2 separate regions of the Danio rerio genome follow, and region 2 is linked to region 1. The links are chromatin contacts, called in public Micro-C maps. All regions are on one chromosome and are shown on one strand. The core of a region is the stretch at or near the end of the contact, and the rest is flanking DNA. Distances in the headings are between cores, read along the strand shown. Region 1 holds the start of efnb2a (ephrin-B2a). Region 2 overlaps LOC141376140 (a long non-coding RNA gene).

Region 1 (4,780 bases), core at 1,195-3,694:
TTTGCTTCTGTTTTGTAGTGTGGGAGCATTTTCAGAAACAGACAACACTGCACAAAGTAAATAATTTATCACCTTTGGAGCACGTTGAAAGTGGTGCTTGGAAAAGCGTTTAAAGACTGCCTATTTAATTTCGCACTTGCCATTTTCTGCTTTATATTGACAAAATATGTCTTCATGTCGCACAATAACATCAAGCCCGCATTATGCGAAGACAAATAGACGTCATAATCAGGCAATCGGCGTTTCTTTGAGGTAACGCGTTAATAAAGCGCTTCATTAACGCACAGTAATGCTTCAGTCAGTGTATTCAGCATGTGTAGTGTGTTAATTATGGCTTCGATATGTGGAATCTGCTCGTTTGATGGTCTCTTAAAGCAACACAACAATACACACCGATATCAGTGAATATACGCTGATTCAATTACAGCCTTTAGAAAGTGTGAATGCTTTCACACCGGCTTTCCTTCACACTTGCTTTCTAATTTAGTTTTAGACGTGCTGTTTCCTTAAAGCCGGACATGGCGTATACATGCATTTCATTAAGTTGTTTAATTATGGCGTTTAACAACTTGCTTATTATAATTATAATATTATAGACTACAATATAAATAGTCATTAATATAGTGCATAAAAGACGTTTAAAAAGCAGTTTTAAATATAATTGCATAAGACTACAACAATTATCCCATATTTAGGATATCAAATTTTTTTTACAAATACTTAAATATGTTTATAATAATATCTAATATACTTAGTTCATAATATAAAACAATTTATAGCATACTGTATTAGTTTTTGTTTATATACATATTTGTATTACCTGATTTGCTATCATACATATAGGCTAATTTTATATTTTACTTATTTTGATTAAATTTAAATATAAAAATGTGTTTGATTTAAAAAAATACTGTAAATATAAACATAATAAATATACTTTGACACTGGACCACACAGCAACTTTGTTGCCTAAGGCCTTTATCCTAATTTTCTCTGAACAAAATGAAGTAAATAATTGTGACATTTGGTCAAATATTAAATATTGAACAATACAAATGTGGTTTTAAATTGCTGTAATTATTATTTTATCTATTTATATCTATAAAGCGTTTAAATAAGTTGAAAAGTCAAATGTACTTACTTGAAAGCATGAGTTTGGTTGTTCATGACCGCTAGTGGGCGCTGTTGACTGCTGAATGAATCCCTCACGCCTTCAGCAGGCGCTTTCTGTCGACCTCAACCTAAATAAATGCCTTTATTTTAGGATTATTGGCCAGGCGGGATATGGAATCTACCTTTGCATATGCATAGTAACACATATAACCAAATAATTATTTTTTAATAAAGTATGATAAAATAAAGAAAACAAATTGATTACAAATCTAATGCACAATGAATGTAGGTAGTAGGCAATATTGTGTACTCTCTAGTACCTAGTAGTTATTGGTGTTTCTGAAACACATATTCTACCACGAGTTCTCTTTGAAATGCTTAAATGTCATTAATCCCCGGGAACTGAAAACTGGGTTGGCGACCTGAAGTCCGATATATTCTCTCATTGCTCGACCAGTCGCCGTGCGACCGCTTGATTGACAGGTTTCTCTCCTCGACCAAACCTATCCAATGAGAGAGCAGGTGGGAGGAGCGAGCGAAAAACTCGCTCTGACAAATATTCCGCGTGGTAGACGCTCGCAGCTACTTGCAGTACAGACTCGCGCAGAGAACGGAGCAGTCCCGCAATTCACGCGCACAGCATTTCAATCCGGACCTGCAGGGTTCGAGCCGCAGCTGTTCTCTGCTACTGTGCGGGTTCCACGGCGACCAATGAGAACTTTCATTTGACTTCATCGCTTCATTTTTATTTTATTTTTATTTTCAACCATTAGCCATTCTTATTATTTCGCTCCATTCCAATAGGCTACAGTTGTTTCATTCTTGTTCATCTTTTTCCATTCATTTTGGAAACTCCGGTGTGTCCTGTACCCCCTCGTTTGCCTATTCGGAATACCTCGCATTTGGAATTGGTACCTGCTTGGCTTGTTATCCACACCGAGGGATTAACTTCATGTCTCCACGGACATCAAGTACCACGGCGGCGACGACAAGGGTCGCCTTCCTGTGAGGAATGTACGTGCTGCCCACGGCCGGTTGAACGGAGAGGGCTTCACTCAGTCTGTCGTACAGGCTATTTTACCGAATGAGAAACTGCATGCTGTCCGCGGTGCTGCTCTCTCTCATCTCGAGCAGGACTAATAGAGGAGTAGCTCTTCCCACCTGGATGGTTCATTTCTAACCGGGCTCCTATTCAGCATTTTTTATACTTTCTCTCCAGGAACGGGGATATTGAGTTTGGATTGTCACAGCCAGCACTCCACAAGACCTTTTTTTTTTCAAATTAGAAATTCCCGCGAAACGGAATTTGACCGTAACGGTCGTGACGGACCATGGGCGACTCTTTGTGGAGATATTACTTTGGAGTTTTAGTGATCGCGTGCAAGGTGAACCTGTCCCGCGCGCTCATCCTGGACTCCATATACTGGAACACCACGAACACCAAGTAAGTGCGCGAGGCGGCAAAGCTCCGTCAGTCACATCTAACCCTCTCCCACTGCTTTAGAGCGACATTTAGACTCTGAAAGAGGGCGATGTCGGTGAAATAGTGTACACTCAAGCAGGATAAATGAGTTTGTATGGCGACAACTCGTTCATTTAGCATTACTGTAAATAAAAATGATTAGCGTTAGCAGTTGATGTGGATGGAGGCGAGTGACGCGTTGTTTCCAGTCACAGATGTTCAGGAGTTTATGATTAATAATCAAGCCTCCTTTCGCAGTTATCAATAGGTTCTCGTACTAACTATTAAATTTAAGGCAGAAATATGTAATAGTGATGTTAATAATAATAGTTTTGAATGGCCGCACAGGACCTCCAGACAACTCGAGAGGGTTTGTTGGTGCAGTTGTTTCATGATCATGACACGGAATAATGGCGACAAAACAATTGAAGGCATTTATTAAAATTGACTTTCATGGTTATATAGGCAAATATGAAACGCTAATTGTACAAATGTTGGTTGAATGTCCAACAGTCATATTTATTTGGGCGGCGTAAGGTTAGGCCCAAAGTCCTTTTCGTTAACTTACCTCAGAAGTGTTTGTGTGACTCGCCAATCACACCCCTGAGGCAGAATATCAGACACTGGAACAGGTTTTAGATATGTAAGATTTTTATTTAGCTTCGCTGTCTGTTTAATATGCCTCCTGTTTATTCTAGTTTTCAGGCGTGATTAACAATCCTAGGTATTAGAGTAATCGTGTGTAGCATACATTTCCCTTTAAATTTTGATTAATCTCCTAAACAACATTTTTTCCCTAAACATTAAAAGCAGTCGCATCCAAAAGGCGTCTCTGTTTCCCCAGTGACTGTAAAGTCAGTAGTGAAAATGTAAAGATGAGCACAAGCGAAGCACATCGGCGCTGAATCATGCATTAAAACATGGAAACATCAAGTAACGCTGAAATCCGAAGGGGTCTCGTGCCCGCGCGGGAGTCTGGAGCGCTTCTTGCAGAAACTCTATCTGTGCTCGTTTAATAATTCAACTTTCGCTCTCGGCCCGTTTTTTTCATACAGAGAAAGAAACCTTTCTTTTACCCCTGCACGTACGGGGCAAGGGTGCAGATAGTCCGCATAACAGGTGTCCTGTGCTGATAATCGCAGTCTTTTTACGTACAGGTAGTGGAGCGGCTTCTGTGGTCCTTCGGCGCCGTCGCGAGCGTCCTTAAGCACGTTAATTAATAAGAGTGTAATTGATCTAAAAGGCTTTGCTCTTCACAGAATGCGCTGCAGTTGCTTATGTTAGAGGAACTCAAGTCTCTTCAGTTAAGATTTGCTAGATTATGTATTTATTTGTTGAATAATTGATTGAACTTAATAAAATAAATAAATAAAAACAGCTAATAATAAAAATAGCCAATTGCAACAATTGCCTAGGTCTAAATTATTCTACCTTGCATATTATTTTTAAAATTTTACTTTAGAAATATGCGTTGTTCTCACTGAATTTGTTGGAAATTTAGTCGTGAAGGCCAGAAATTAAATAAATAAATAAATAAATGGATGACGTGTTAGATTCAGTTTTGCTGAATGTGCTCGTGACCACCGGCCCACTCCACTTAACCTACTTTTTCATTGCTCTACAATTATTCTTTTAGGTTTTTTAATGTAGTCTAGTGAACTTTAATAATTAAAACTACTAATGTTTTAATCATCTTTCAATATGCCACTTTGATCAATGTGGATGACTGATTAAAAGTCATAAAAAAGTCTTAGACATTATTTACATTTATTTATTACTGAGTTTTAATATATGTACAGTTTATCACATATTTAAAAACAACTTTTCTAGAGTACTATACCTTTTTGTAGCATAACAACAATTTTTTTTTAAAGATTATTATTACTTTGCACACTATTGAAAAACCGTTAAACAAAATGTCTTATCCAGTTTGAGCTGTTAAGAAAATACATCAATAAAAAGTGTGGAAGTAATTTAGATTATTCCCTATATATATATATATATATATATATATATATATATATATATATATATATATATATATATATATTAGTTAAGTATGCCAAGTTCGTTACACTTTACATTAGCATTTATGTCTCTGGGTAATTATATAGTAGACTAAGTACTGTGTAATGCTATGTAATTAGTTTACAAAGAATTATAATTCACTTGATTTGTAAATGCAACATAGACACTAATTGTGAA
Region 2 (4,780 bases), core at 1,444-3,943, 980 kb after region 1:
GCGAATTAGAATGCAGCACAAGTGTGTCTTTTAGGCCATTAGATCCCCACACTAACAAATATCGTCATTTGTTGATTGAAAATATGTTATTCCACTCAAATGTGATTTGTAAAGTTTCCTCGAGGTAAAACATTGGTATTGTGTGTCACCTTATATATAAAATATGCCCTAAATGATGACATATTTCTTTTTCATTTGTTAGAAATAGAACTGTGATGTGCTTGACGCATTTGTTTTGCTGGTTTTGAAATGCCTGGAAGACCAGCGCTGTTTTTTGTGGATTAGAGTCTTGAGCGGTTAATATCTATTTTATCCTTTAATGACAGCTAATCCAGACCGATCATTAAGAGCCATGCACTCAAGTCCCCGTGACATTCTTCAATTTTCTAATTAAAAGTGTAACAGGGGGTCTTCAATAAGGATATGTTCAGGGTTACAATAAAACACAGCTTATCTGAACAGCAGGGTCTCAAGAGCCAGTCTAGCATTCAGAATAAAGGTTTTTGATAAAAATGCAGGCAATATCACTTATTATATTATACTATATCCTGACATATTGATATAATTTTGATGGCATGTCACTAGTGATTGCATTTTATTTGAAGTTTTTAGATAATAAACTATTCATTCATTCATTCATTTTCTTGTCGGCTTAGTCCCTTTATTAATCTGGGGTCGCCACAGCGGAATGAACCGCCAACTTATCCAGCACGTTTTTTTTACGCAACGGATGCCCTTCCAGCCGCAACCCATCTCTGGGAAAATAATAAACTATAATAAAATCTAATATTTAATGCAATTTAATAATTTAGAGAAAACACTCATTTTACACACATAAATATTTTATGGTAAATGACAATGAATTATCAACAATTTTCCCTTTCTTGATTTTTTTCTCCCACAAATGCTATTTTAAATACAGTATTAAAGACTTTAGCTGGATTTAACATAAAATGGATGTATATAAAATGAAGTCAGATTTATTAGCCCCCAGTGAATTATTCCCCCCCCTGCTTATTTTTTCCTCAATTTCTGTTTAATAGAGTGAAGATTTTTTTCAGCACATTTCTAAACAGTTCTAAATAGTTTTTATAACTAATTTTTAATAACTGATTTCTTTTATCTATGCCATTATGACAGTAAATAATATTTTACTTGATATTTTTAAGACACTTCTATACAGCTTAAAGTGACATTTAAAGGCCTAACCAGGTTAATTAGGCTTACTAGGCATGTTAGGTTAATTAGGTGAGTTATTGTATAATGATGGTTTGCTCTGTAGAAAAATCTAAAAAATATAAAAGCTGCTATAAAAATTTACCCTAAAAAATAAAATTAAATTAAAACTGCTTTTATTTTAGCTGAAATAAAACAAATAAGACTTTCTTCAAAAGAAAAAAATATTATCAGACATACTTTTGAAAATTTCCTTGCTGTGTTAAACATCATTTGAGAAATATGTGAAAAAAAGTCTAATTTCAATTGTAGTTTTTAACATATATTTTTACATAAATGCTTTAAATTGTGTTATTTGCATTGCATTTTAACATGTCTCTTTACATATTCTTAAAACTTGAAAAAAAAAAACACATTTTTGCTCACTTTGGCTGAAATGTGTTTTTTAATATTTCAATAATTAATTGATTAACAAACATTTTATTTAGATGTTTAACTTTACACTGTAAAACCCAAAAAGTTAAAGTAACTCAAACCATTTGAGGGAAACCAATTGCAATAAACCATTTAAGTTCAAAAACTAATCCTAATGAGTACTGTGAACTTAATCCATTTGAGTAAATGAAGCAATTTGAACACAGTAAAGCCGAATGAAGAATACTCAAACCAACTGAGTACTGTAAAACCCAAAAAGTGAGGAAAACCATTTGAGGAAACCGATTGCTAAAACCATTTGATTGAAAAAAATAAAAAATAAATGCAAAATGTATATGAGTACTGTGAACTTACTCCATTTACTGTATGTTGAAGTAAGGAGGTATTTAACTCTTAAGTCATTACCTTCAACACTGAGTTCAAAACTCTTTTCAAATGAGTTGAATTAACTTTCAGTAAATTTTAAGTTAACTACAGTACACTCATTTCATTCAATAAAGGTAACTTTTGGGTAGGTTTTACAGTGTAATAATAATCAGCTTGGTAAAACAATGCAGCAAAAGTTTTATCAAACCTGAAAATTCCAGCGTATAGTCTGAATTCTCTATTTAAAATTTCAAATAAAAATCTATAGGTTGAGACATAAAAAAAAATAAAAAATAAATAAACTATTTTCAGTTTTCTGTGGTTGTATTTCTGCACGAAACTTCACTTTGTCTTATTGAGCATCTTTACCACAGTCATTTTAAACCTATTTGCAATCCCTTGATTGCGCCTTTACTTTATTACCAAAAAGGCACACATTTTGTACGGTAATGAACTTTGAACTTCTCCTCCTGTCAGAAGAGTTTGGGACAATCCAGATTGACCGCGTGTTTTTGGGGGTAGAAGCTGATTGGCACGGGCCGCATTATCCCGCTTTCTTGTTGTAATTTCATGCGTCTCAATCCCAGCCGCAGACCACAACATGGGACCAAGAATTTCGGCAAGGGTCAGAATGTCAGGATTAATTCGAAGGGGTAGGAAAAGAAAAGAAGAAAAAAAAACTGGAACACCCCCACTCCCCGCCTGTGTTCATCTACACCAGCTGTTGCCCTGTTGCTATTCCAGGCCGAAGGGAAATGGATCTAAAAGGCCCTGGCAGATGATGCAGCTATGAGATTATTACCATGCTGCTTACACACACACACACACACACACACACACACGTACACAATACTGCCCTCCGCTTGCACAGCAATCAACCTTCATGTCAGAGTATGTAGTCCTGATTAAATGTCCATGACGAGCTCTGTAACCCGCATCATCTTCTTTTTCAATATTTCAAAAATCGAGAGCAAGAGCATAAAAAAGTCACGCCATGTGATATTATTTAAATAAAACAATACAAATCTGAAATATCAGCATTTTTCTGTTTGGAGGTCATGTCAACATCATTTTACAGGATAATGAATGCTATTTTTTTTGTTTTTTTGAAATATAATGAACTTTATTTTATAGCAATTTATAATTGGCATACAGTATAATGGATTTAGTAAAAATATTTATCACACAAATATTTGTTGCATTTAGTTAGATGTACAGTTGAAGTCAGAATTATTAGCCCCCCCCTGAAATATTAGCCCCCTGTTTTTTTTTTTTGTTTTTTTTTTCCAATTTCTGTTTAACGGAGGGAAGATTTTTTTCAGCACATTTCTAAACATAATAGTTTTAATAACTCATTTCTAATAACTGATTTATTATATCATGATGACAGTAAATAATATTTTACTAGATATTTTTCAAGACGTGACTTTTTATACAGCCTTAAGTGACTTTTAAATACTTAACTAGATTAATTAGGTTCACTGGGCAAGATAGTGCAATTAGGCAGTTATTGTATAATGATGGTTTGTTTTGTAGACTGTCGAAAAAGAAATTAGATTAAAGGGGCTAATAATTTTGTCCCTAAAATGTTTTTTTTAAAAGTTAAAAACAGTTTTTTTTTTTTTTTTCTAGTCAAAATAAAACAAATAAGACTTTCTCCAGAAAAAAAAAAATATTATCAGACATACTGTGATTTTTTTTTTTTTTTTTTGCTCTGTTAAACATAATTTGTTAAATATTTTAAAAATTTCATTTGAAAGTTTTAGAATTTTTTAAATGTATTACTATGTTTGTAGTGTATGTTAGTATAATTTCTATATTATTTGAATTGACAAATGGATTTAGTTTCAGTCACTGTACTTATGAAAATGTTGTTAAGGAAAGGCAGCTACAATAAAAAAAAAAAGATTTATACACTCAAAAAATATATTTTTGAATTAAAATTATGTGAAACAACCCAATTTTTGAGATTTCATTGGGACAACTTATTATTATTATTATTTTTTTCAATCCACATAAATATGTTAAAAGTACTTAATCGATTTGTGTTGGGACAACATTAATTAATTGTGTGGAACCTTACATTTTTTAAGGTGTGGTATTTACTATTTTTTGGGGGGTAAGTGGTTTCAAACAATTCACATGGGCTGAATTTAAACAAATTAAATTTAGTAATGTTCAACTTAAATTGTTTGTTTAAATTCAGCTAGTTTAAATTATTTGCAACCACTTAACTTAAAAAAGAAAAGTAAATCCAATCAATCATTTTTTTTTTTTCTAGTGTAAAATAAACGCAGTTAAAATAGAAACGTTATATCTAGTCTATAGTCTGTTTCATGGTCTATTTAAATACTATGTATAAAATTATAAATGAAATAGGAGGTTATGGAATTTTAAATAATTTACAATAATATGTCGTTACTTTCTAAATATATTTAGGAGTTATATATATTCAGAGGAATATACAGTAAGTTGACTTTTTTATTTGTAATCGGAAGTTTCACACATTCTGTTTTTTACTGGCATTTAATATGATTTACTGTATATAAAATTGCTTGTATATGTTTAATTTGGTCTGGTCAGTAAAAAAAAGATCTGTTTGGTTTCTGTGTTTTGCTTATTTAATTTCTCCAGTTTTTAATTTTATTTAATGTAAATGATATGTAATGCATATGAAATACATGTGTATAATGCTTCTTTTTTTTTTCATCTCTTTTCTTTTCAGCAATAAAAAAGTAATTCTGCTAAAGTTTTGTGTGGATATTATAGAGTTGGCATGGGCTCTGCCAAGGTTAAGCTGCTG

What was found. A called contact is a pair of places that touch in the nucleus more often than the background predicts.
Region 2: a contact with region 1 is called in a Micro-C map of caudal fin, with 16 times the contacts expected there. The contact joins the enhancer-like site here to the promoter of efnb2a in region 1. A contact is called at or near these places in 2 of 18 Hi-C or Micro-C datasets (caudal fin and an unstated tissue) and 2 of 4 datasets of contacts at active chromatin or transcription factors (caudal fin and embryo).

The regions. Positions count from the first base shown.
Region 1 is chr9:27,729,096-27,733,875 of GRCz12tu, forward strand. It overlaps efnb2a (ephrin-B2a), which reads left to right and starts at 2,445. Exons shown (of 5, transcript NM_131023.1): 1 at 2,445-2,557. The coding sequence starts at 2,445.
Region 2 is chr9:28,707,683-28,712,462 of GRCz12tu, forward strand. The region is part of intron 2 of LOC141376140 (a long non-coding RNA gene); the gene reads right to left. It also overlaps a transcript of LOC141376138 not described here. Among named protein-coding and RNA genes, the nearest start is that of gtpbp8, 290 kb to the right of the region's middle. Within about 2 kb of position 2,694, at least 10 of the 62 cell types and tissues checked have an H3K27ac peak or open chromatin away from gene starts, as enhancers often do.